Linked DNA regions of Sus scrofa: region 2 is linked to region 1. The links are chromatin contacts, called in public Hi-C maps. All regions are on one chromosome and are shown on one strand. Each heading gives the region's core, a stretch centred on a gene start, on an enhancer-like site or on the middle of the called end of the contact. The rest is flanking DNA. Distances are from core to core; before and after follow the strand shown.

Region 1 (4,967 bases), core at 455-2,954:
TTCGAACTGATAGGACAAAATTGTGACAAAGGGAGCTTCACCAGTTCAACAAAGACTTATTAAGTCCTAACATAAGAAGCACTGGACTTCCTACCTCCATGGGGCTTACAACTGAGAAGGGGAAACAAAAATGCTAAGATCTTCATTCTCCAGGCCACACATGACAAGTGCCATCCAAGCACAGATTATCCAGGGTTCAGAGTTTGGAGGCCACACCCAATCGCTCCCTAGTTAGGGTGGCTATGGAGGGTATCTTGAAGGGTGATGGGATTTTTGATGAGCAAAGATGAGAAAAGGAACTCATCCTAGGCAAACAGGATGGACTAAGCCAAGCGTAACATGAAGAAAGCAAATACCTCTTTAGGGAAGGATGCCTAGTCCAGACTGGCTGGGGGATGGGGGCTTATGCTGGGGACTAATAAGAGATGGGTCTGGAAAAGGCAGTGTGGACTAGTCTGGAAGGTCCTCAGATGCCAAGGTCCGGTGGGGGGAAGGGAAGCAGAGACGCTTCAGAGGCCAGGTATGGCCAGGCTGAGACAAAACTGACGGCCGGCTGTGTACAGGGTGGAACCCAAGCAGGGGGAGCCTGGGACCAGGGCAGACACCATCAAGTCACTTAATCCTGATAATAAGCCAACGAGCGAGCGTTGTCAGAAAGGGAGATGGAGGCAGTGTGTGCCCAAGGTCGTGCAGCTCGGAAGTTTTGGGAGTGGGGTCCAAATTCAGTCAATCGGACTCCAGAATTCATGAGGACAGAGAACTGAGTAGGTGACTCATGCAATGGTCTTTTGAATGGCAGGGGGAAAAAAAACACTTGGGCTGGCCTGCCTGGGGTGGGGTAGGGGAAGTGCAGGCAGAATTATAAGCTTTTTAAAAATAAAATCTGAGAACAAAAAGAGTTTAAGAGGAACTTATATTTATATGATTGAGCCAAAATGATGAAATGAAACAGTTTATTATGACATCATGACAGACAATTTAAAAAGAGCATAAACATGTTTTTCTCACAACAAAGGAAGAAAAGAGCTTTAAAAAAAAAAAAAAAGAGAAAAAGGAGGCCGTTTAATGCTAAGTTCGATCCTGAATAGCAGCTTACACTGAAGAATGTGCAATTTGGGTTTGTTAATGTACCAGAGCCACATTTTAAAAGAAAAGATGGCATAGAATAGGTCCTGGTGGGTACTGGAGTTAAAGCCATAATCACGTACAAAGAGCTACTGGCCAACACAACCAATGACAAACAGGCAAAGACAGCACGCTCAGCAGAAATGCTTTTCTCAGCAGACGAGTCACAGACGAACTGGGCTTTACACTTTAGTTCCATGAGACAATATATACAAAGCAACCAGCACAGTGCCTGAGGCCAAGCAGATGCTAGTTCTTTTCCTTTTCCTGCTCAGCTTCCCATCCTAGCCGACAAAAAAGATAAAGGAACCTTTCTTCCTCTAACAGCTTAAGTTGGAGAAATATAAAGTAGTTCTAGAAGTCTGCAGAAAGGAAAACATCGAGGCAAGTTTCTGTGGGTTTGAGTCGGGAGTTCCGGCATCACCTACGAGGGAGCTGGGATGGGGATGGGAACAGAGCCTGTTTCCTTGAGAAGAAAACGAAGCAGGGATATGAACGAATGCCAGGCCCCGTGCAAACAAGAGGCCGTTTGTACTCCGGACACTTTATCTTTACTCAACCAGTGACTCACCAGAAGGAACAAGTTTCCCTGCTTTAGTTAGAGAATAATCACCTTTTATCACCATATTCCTTCCTAGCACTGGATGAGTAAAGCACTTCTAGGGGAAGATTAGGTAAGTGAAAAGCATTGACTGTACCTGTGCTGGAGGAAGAGGCCACTGGATACGCCCATGAGCCTTCAGTCACCAAAGAAAGGCTTACGGTGCCTACCACCATCTTTTTTCTCTCCGTTCTCCCTGACAGGACAGGCCCCAGAAGTTCCTGTTTATTGTCTGTCCTTCCCTAAAGAGCTTGTGTATGGAAGTGCGGAGGTGAGGCTCTTAAAGGCTTCCAGATCCTGGGGTGAAAGGTGCTGTTTTAAGTCATCCCACTCATTACAGACGGAATAGGCCTGTGCTGTGGCTCTCAAGATACACAGGGGGGTCTGTTCTGAGATGAAGGAAGCTAAAGATCCGAGGCCGTCTTTATTATTGCAGCTATAACACCCCGGGTAATAAGGGTGCCCTATAAACACCGCTGCTGCTGATAAAGAGGGGCTGGGGGCTCCTGGACAATTTCAGTGTCACCCTTGGAGAAAAGATTTCTTGGCTCTACATGCCTATGCGGATGTGCTCATGGTCAGACTTGGGCCTTCTAGCTGGACCAGGTAAAGACTGAACCGTTGTGGACCAGAACAATGTGGCTAAAGAAGCCTTTTCACATCCAACCTAGGTTCTCTCACTTTGTTACTCAGATATTGCATGACGCTTGGGTGGCCACATTTTCTTAAGTAAAAACCTCGTCAGTATGTTTAAGGCCAAAATGGGAGAGGGAGCTTTGAAATGAGATTGTTGAAATATCTGACAGTTATATCAGATAACGCTGGGCAGAGAGGCCATGTGAAGTTCTCGGGACTGGTGATGATACAAAGGGGGCTCCAGAGTCTTAGAACTGCGTCAGTACCACTGGGGTGAGCTGATGGGACGGGTGGGTGGAGGTGAAAAAGAGAGGGAGAAGGGAGAAGGCAGTGAACAAAAGAAGAGAGTGATGAGTTGAAGAAAGAAAACACACCAAAGCCAGGCACCAGAGTCCTAGGACTTAGTGCAAAAAACAAAAACAAAACAAACAAACAAACAAAAGGAGTGGGAGGAGAAAGGACCGTGGAGAAGTACAGCTTCTTGGGGAAAGGGGGAACCCAAATCTGGAATAGGACCACTGCTTCTTCCCTTGGAAAGTCAGTGTCTTTGTCCCTTAGGGCTGCTTTAATGAAGTCCATCAACTAGGTGGCTTGTAACAGAAATGTATTTCTCAGAGTTCTGGAGGCTGGGAAGTCCAAGATCAGGTGCTAGTGTGGTCAGGGTCTGGTGAAGATCCTTTTCTCGTTGCATCCTCACCTGGTGGAAGGGGCAAGAGCTCTCTCTGGAGCCTCCTTGCCACAGGCACTAAACCCATCCATGCGAGCTCCACAGACCCTGATAATCCAGGGAAATGCTGCCATCTGTGATGTGGTCTGACTACGAGGATTGAGCCCAAGCTGAGAGTTCCAGTGATGAGGAAGGGTTCGCATGATCTATCAGCGACGTTTCCTTGTAAAAATTAATAAATCCTATTTTGTAAAAAGATTTAAAAAAAAAATCAAACCCACAATGAACTACCACCTCACAGCACCTGGGATGGCTATAAGATGGACAATAAAAAGTGCTGGTGAAGAGGTGGAGAAACTGAGGCCCTTAAACATGGATGGTAGAATGTAACATGGAAAACACTAGAAAACAATGTGGCAGTTCCTCAAAAAGTCAAAATATAGACTTCACCTAAGACCCAACGTTGCTCCTCCTATGCAGATTCGCAAGAGAAATGAAAGCATATATGCCCTTGCAAAAACTTGTATACAAATGTTCATTAGCACCATCATTTATGACTGCTAAAAAGTAGAACCAATGCAAAGCCACAGAGACAGACAGTAGATCAGTGATTGCTTGGGGCAGGGGAAGGAATAGGCAGTGACTGCCAATGGGTATTGAATTTCTTTGGGGAATGCAAAAGTTCTAAAATTTGATAGCGGCAATAGTTGCACAATCTTAAGACAAAAACATACTTCATTATACAACTTTAAATGGGTAAACCTCATGGTGAGTGAATTATATCTCAACAAAAATGCTAAAAATGTTTTCACAATATCATGCCAATTTGTAAGTTCTCTAAGTAATTTGCTGGTAGATGTCTACAAAGAAAAGCCTTCAGAGGCAGAGGCATGAAACACCTGAGTGAGGTGCTTCAAGTCTTAAATGAAGGGAGCAGCGGGGGAACCTTCGGAAATGGAAGAGGCACACCCACTCTAATGCAAGTAGCAGCCATGCGTGTCCAATCAACCGTCAACCTGCAAGAAGGCAGCCCAATGTTGCCAGATGTTCCAATTTTCAAGAGAAGTCAGAAGCTGGATTTTTTTTTTTCTTTAATGATGCTATCTCTCCATTTGTTCATATTGACGCTGAATTCATATTTTCTCAATGACATTATTGGAAGCGTTAAGTAAAATATGTCTGCGGGCCGGCAGAGCCCATGAGTGCCTTCTCGTGACCTTCGATCATCGGGTGCATCCTCCTTTGTTGTCAGCAAGCCTGACTGCATTTGAGGAGCTCAGAAGTCTTTATATATTAAGTAACCTCCACAACTTGGATCATTCAACCAGTTAACAAATATTTAGCACAGATCTCATGGGTGTGAGGTGCTGGAAGTTAGGGGCAGTGTGAAACAAGAGTATAAGTGCTGGCTGGTTTTTCATATATATATATATATATATATATATATATATATATATATATATATATAATTATCATCACAAACAGGAAGTCTGGCATTTGCGAGGCAGTTGGCTTCAGGAGCCTGCATGAGCCAGTTATGCACATGGCACTAAAACCAGGCTCCTAAGTCCGGGTACACTGCTCTTATCTTGTGATACTTAAAACTGGCTCTGGACTACTTGAATTGGTTTATTTTTTTTTCATTGCTTCAGTGAACAGCAGGAGGAAACAGGCGCTCGGTTTTTCAATGTGCTTATGAGCTTCAATTCAAGACGCAGTTCATTTTTCCAGAGTCAGAAGGGAATAGATACTTGAATCCAGGTGTTCTGTAGGCTGGAAGAGATTTAAATCCCCGAGTTGCCTCAAAAGCAGAAATGTTTTCCCCAATAATCTTCTTCTGAAGCAATATCCCAGGACAGGGAGTGTTGAGGCAGATGCACCTCTGCTCACATAATTGAAATAGCAGGTGAGTAAAAGGGGGAGGGGTCAGCTGATGTG
Region 2 (5,713 bases), core at 2,537-5,036, 390 kb before region 1:
CCCCCGACCTGCACAGGTTTGCAATTCATCCGCCGTCCTCAGATGCTGTTCATGCTATCAGATGATGAAAATGGAGCTGCGTCTTGAAGAAAGAAAGAAGGAGCTCCCCTCCCCCTTTCTGAGTCCATTCGAGCCCCCCCCTTCCCCCTCACCATGTGTTCCTGAAACCTGGGGCTATTCCAAGTCCTAAGTGAGCTGGAAAGTATATCCCTGAGCAGCTGCAAACCTGCTCAGGCTGCAGTGGCCCGGGGTGAATCAGAAACCAAGAGACAGGCAGGCTAACAATGCAGCTCCTTGTTTGTGTGTTGAGAGATCACCATCAATGCTGGGATTCCCGGCACAGTGAGCACACACATACACTCATGTGCACACACACTCACTCACACACACTTACACTCTAACATGCACACACTCAGCACCCACATGCACGTACACTCGTATGCACACACACTCGCACACACTCGTGCAAACACTCATACTCATATGCTCACATTCACACACTCACATTCATATGCACACACATACCCACATACTCACACCCATCTCTTGCCTCCTGGTACCATCTACCCACCTTGCCCAGCAGAGTGGACACTGGGGAGAGGTGTTCCATAGCGGGCCTAAGCCCATCCCGAGCAGCCAGCTGGGCTAGCCTCGCTCTAAGTTGCTATCCCAGCCGCCTACTTTTTCCTTACCTCTAACTGAGAAGGCAGGGAGGGGAGCTGCAGGGGAGGGTTTGCACAAAGCCACACAGTGGGATTGTCTCAGCTTCCAGCTGAGATGGGGGACCATGAAGAATGGCGGGATGCACAGCCAAAGGGGCTTCTTGGAGCCCAAGAAGGTTTGGGGAAGCTTGTTTAAAGGAACCAGACACCCTGAAGAAAAGAATTTGCAGGCAAGTCTCAAAGCAGGCCGGTCACGGAGTTGGCAGCCGCTCAAGGCCGCGGTGGAGTCAGGGGCCTTTCCATCAGGCCTGATTACAACCACTCACGAGCCTGGCCAACTGCAGGCATTAAGTGCCAAGTACCTCCAGGGGTCCAAACCACCCACAGAAACTGCCCTTTTTACACCACATCCTGGTGGGGTGGGGCTGGGGGGGGCGTCGTCCTTCCATCACAAATGGACAGACTGAGGCTCAGAGCCACCTGACTGCCAGGCGCTGCTGGGGACAAAACTAGAAGCTCAGTTCCTTAACCCAGTTCCTAAAAGTTGGGTTCTTTCCACCAGATGCCTCCCATGAGCCTGGTCTAAAGGCAGGCGAGGAAGGAGGATTAATGTAAACACTCCCTGATGTAAATGTATTTCCAAGGGCTCATCTTCCCCTGCTGGGCAGGCGCGGTGCAAACTCCAGAGTGTTTCCAGGATAGAAAAAGGCCTTAATGGACGCAGATGGATCTCATCTACTCTGAAGCATGGGAGTCACATCCAACCCTAATCTCTCTCTTTGTCCCCCGTTCACTGTGTCTGAGTCCTGCATGTTGTCCCAGAAACGTCTCCCAAACCCTGCCTCTTCCTTCCCTTCCCAAGCACTGCTGCCTCAATGCAAGCTCACATCATCTCTTCCTGAACCATTACCAAACTTCTCCCCCTCACCATCCCACCGTGCCAAAAAAGCATCTGTTCATGATGCTGCCCAGCTTAAATACCTCCTTGTTTTCCCTTATCCCCAGGATCAGTGCAAGACTCTTAGCCACACAAGGCTCTTTCTAAGCTGCAGCCAGCCCCAATTCATCTCCCGTGCCTACTCAGACACCTGCCATGGCCAGGTACCTCCCAACTGTTCTCTGATGCCCCTGTGCCTTTGCACATGCCATGCCCTCTGTCTAGGCTGTGCTTCCCCTAACACTGTCTCTACCCAGAAAACTTGTATCCATCCTTTAGAACTCAGCTCAGATGCTCTCTAACTCCATGCACAGTCCCGTATTCATGCCTCTGTTGTAAGACTTCTTTGAACTGTAACCATCAATTATATATTTGTCTATCCTCCAGGGACAATTGCCTCCAGGGGACACTTAGCAATGTCTGGAGATATGGCTGACCGTCACAACTCTGGGGAGGTAAGCTACTGGCAACCACTGGGTAGAGGCCAGAGATGCTGCTAAATACCCTACAAGGCAGTGGACAGCCCCACAACAAAGGGTCAACCAGCCCCAAATGTTGATGGTATGGAGGTTGAGATGCTCTGTACCAGGACGTGTGTCTCTCGAGGTGAATTCTTTTTTTTTGGGGGGGGGGTCTTTTATCTTTTTAAGGCCCACACCCGCAGCATAAGGAGGTTCCCAGTCTAGGGGTCTAATTGGAGCTGTAGCTGCTGGTCTACACCACGGCCATAGTAACACAGGATCTAAGCCGCATCTGTGACCTACACCACAGCTCAAGGCAACGCCAGATCCTTAACCCACTGAGCAAGGCCTGGGATCAAACCCACATCCCCATGGATACCAGTCAGGTTCATTAACCACTGAGCCACGATAGGAACTCCCTCTTGAGGTGAATTCTTATTTGTATCTTTTTATCTGCAGTGCTTGGCCTAAAGAAGTGTCTGATAACTATTTTTTGAAAAAAATAAATGAACAGACTAATACTTTTATATACTCTCCATCTGTAGCACGTGGGTCACTTTGAGACTGACAATTAGATTTTAAGAAAGTTGACTAGGGATTTCCTGTTGTGACTCAGCAGGTTAAGAATCTGACTAGTATCCATGAGGAGGCAGGTTCGATCCCTGACTTCACAGTGGGTTAAGAATCCCACATAGCTGTTGCTGTGGTGTAGGCTGGCAGCTGCAGCTCCTATTCAACCCCTAGCCTGAGAACTTCCATATGCTGCAGGTGCAGCCCTCAAAAGCAAAAAAAGAAAAAAAAAAAAAAGAGAGAGAGAGAGAAAGAAAGAAAGAAAAGAAAAAAGTTGACTAATAGTGAGTAAGGTTATTGAAAATGATGAAATAAAATATGTACTTGAATCAAAATTTGTTTCACTGCAGGAAAGGACCGATATTATACCATTGGAGTGGATGTCAGGTTGGGCATGAACACACATCTCCACAGTAGCACCTCTTTTTGATTAGACAGAGGCGTGGGATGGAGCAGTATCGAGTGAATTCCTCCAATACACGCATAGAGCAGGAGTCAACCCTTATTAGGGCAGAGGACTCAAGGCCCAGCTTCACAGCCTACCCGGCTATGGCCTACTTGGAGATGGTACAGACAGAACCTGTGCAAATGATTAAAGCTCTGGATGCCTAGGCCTGATGAAGAAAGGCAAAGGAATGGACATTGTTTAACCTCAAGCAAATGATGGCTGAAGCAAGTCCTAATGGCTATGTTTCAGTACCACAGGTGATTTCTAAATGGAGGAAGTGACCAGCCACTCTTTGGCACCCAGGACCCAAGAAAATGAAGCCCATGGGGGTGAAGGGAAGGATGGGGGTTCAGTGGCTCCCAGGATGGAGCAAGTAAATGAAGGGATGACAAGAACTCATAGGAGCTCATTGCTGAGGGGCCTAGAGGTCCCTGTTTCTTCCCTCTTCCTTTGGTTCTATTTCTGCTCCCCTGCTGGCCCTGTCGGAGAGCTAGGGACAGGGCAGTCCAAGGTTCAGGCCTTGCTTCTAGAACTTTCCTTTGAACTGGAAAAGCAGGAAAGACAAGAGGAGCCTGGGAGGCAGAGGGCAGGAGTATCGGGGAGGAAAAAAAGGCGAGAAAGAAGGAGAAAGGAAAGCAAGAGCGAGGCGGCCTCTGGAGAGACATCAGGAAAATGTCAAGGTCTCAGCATCTGGAAAACAGACCAGGGGCTATATTTAGACTGCCATGACTTGCAATAATTTGTGCGAGGGGGGGAAAAGGAAAATGCGAAGTTGGCGGGGAGGGAATGAGTTATAAGCAAAGAGGGGCTTGATGGGGAGAGCAGTGCCCAAAGCCTCAGTGCGTGGCCCTTAGGAAAGGGCATCTCAACGGTGTGGATTGTCCTGTGTGAGCCATGGTGTTTACAGAGCCGAATCCAGCTCATGCCCTTGTCCCCTGATGGGTCCTGTGCTCCCCACTGATAACATGGGTGCATTCCCGGATGTGCCAGGGGACCCTAGGCCATGGCACCGAGATGTGTCAATGAGGAGGCAGGGGGTTTTCTGGAGAGTGAGGGCCAACGCAGGGGCTCTGCATGGGGGCTCAGAGCTACATGAGCAGCCCTCTGTAAATCCTAGGAATTTGTATATATTGCTGAGGCCTTTCTCCAGCTGGATTATAAATAGAGGATTAGTTCAAAGGCAGGCAGCCTTTTAAAGAGATGGTGCCAAACGGAGCCTGCAAACCAAATACAGTAAAACCTCCTTAAGCCCCTGCTGCTTTATCTGAAATAGCATATACGTCAAAGTAACATCATTTCCCTGGGTGATGAGGTGCCCTACAGTCCTTTAGGAAAAAGTCTAGAGGGTTCAAATGGAACTATAGTAAAACCTCAGTTATCTAGAAAGCACTGTATCATTCTGGATAGTGGAGATTTCCAGCAGGCTAAAGGTTTGCCGTTTGCGACATCACTTTTTTTTTTTTGGTCTTTTTAGGGTCACACCTGTGGTATAGGGAAGTTCCCAGGTTAGGGGTCGAATTAGAGCTGCAGCTGCCAACCTATGGCCACAGCCACAGCAACTCGGGATCTGAGCCACATCTGCATCACAGCTCACAGCAATGCCGGATCCTTTAACCCACTGAGTGAGGCCAGGGATCGAACCCGCATCCTCATGAATCCTAGCTGGATTCTTAACCCGCTGAGCCACAATGGGAGCTCCCAGCAACATCACATTTAAAATGCAATAATTTTTGATGGCAATCTTTCTAGAAAACAGTCGCATACTTCCCAGGGTTTAAGATAGAAGATACTGATTTTAATTGAACATTGTGGTTCTGTTTAGAGTAATTTTTATAAACTTTAGGCCCTGTGCTGCTTTTCCAGTAGGTCCCAAACCTTTGCGATATGTGTGGCCCTATCACGGTGCTTTTGGGAGAGGTTCCTGGGTTTTCTTTTTATCAGGGAGCGTATCACTTTACCTGTAGTGACCTCATGGCCTAACTTCTTTTAGCCTGTTCTGGGTTAAGAAACCAGACATGCAAACTCGTTAAAATTCTGTGTAAACAAAAAGTAAATAGAATAGGAGTGAGGAATTCAGCCTTTTCTATTCCTACGGGATTCAGTCTTTCTGAGAGGGTAAGAGTTCATCTAGTCCTCTGGGGACAGTTGCTTTGAATTATATGCTGCTTTAAATAAACCAATATGCGCCTATGCAGATAATTCTGGCCACTTAGATGTCACTTGGCTCATCTCCAGATTCTGGTCTGATTTTAGATAGTGAGGTGTCTGGGTAGTTGTGTTTTGGGTAGATGAAGCCTTACTCTCCTTTGAACCCTATGTTCTCAAGGCCCTTGCATTTGAGGTTGGGTTTTTTGCCTGCATCTACATGAGGCTGGTAGTGTGATTAAAGCCAGCACAGAAGAAAAGGCCATGAACCCACTTGTTCATGAATGTCTTATTTTCTATGTGCTGGAAGAGGATGGGGGTTTCTGGGCAGGATGCTGAGCAGAAGAGCCACATGTAACAAAGAATGGGAGGATAGTGACTCAGAGGAATTGAGTTGGGTATTGGTTCTGGGTAGAAACTGGATATTCAGAATAGATGCAAACAGGCCAAGCCAACCAGGGAAGTCCTTAAAGTCCTTGGATGGTTTCTG

The links. Hi-C and Micro-C count contacts between places; a contact is called where the count stands out from the background.
Region 2: a contact with region 1 is called in a Hi-C map of omental adipose tissue, with 1.7 times the contacts expected there. The contact joins two enhancer-like sites. A contact is called at or near these places in 7 of 47 Hi-C or Micro-C datasets (alveolar macrophages, embryonic fibroblasts, fetal skeletal muscle and 4 more) and 2 of 2 datasets of contacts at active chromatin or transcription factors (alveolar macrophages and skeletal muscle).

Annotation. Positions count from the first base shown.
Region 1 is chr7:91,948,503-91,953,469 of Sscrofa11.1, reverse strand. All of the region lies in intron 8 of RAD51B (DNA repair protein RAD51 homolog 2), which reads right to left. Among named protein-coding and RNA genes, the nearest start is that of RAD51B, 360 kb to the right of the region's middle. Within about 2 kb of position 1,704, at least 25 of the 83 cell types and tissues checked have an H3K27ac peak or open chromatin away from gene starts, as enhancers often do. A contact at or near this core is called in omental adipose tissue, where this site is marked.
Region 2 is chr7:92,344,629-92,350,341 of Sscrofa11.1, reverse strand. It overlaps LOC110261623 (a long non-coding RNA gene), which reads left to right. Exons shown (of 3, transcript XR_002345986.1): 1 at 1-1,763; 2 at 1,987-2,054; 3 at 2,981-4,588. Among named protein-coding and RNA genes, the nearest start is that of ZFP36L1, 150 kb to the left of the region's middle. Within about 2 kb of position 3,786, at least 14 of the 83 cell types and tissues checked have an H3K27ac peak or open chromatin away from gene starts, as enhancers often do. A contact at or near this core is called in omental adipose tissue, where this site is marked.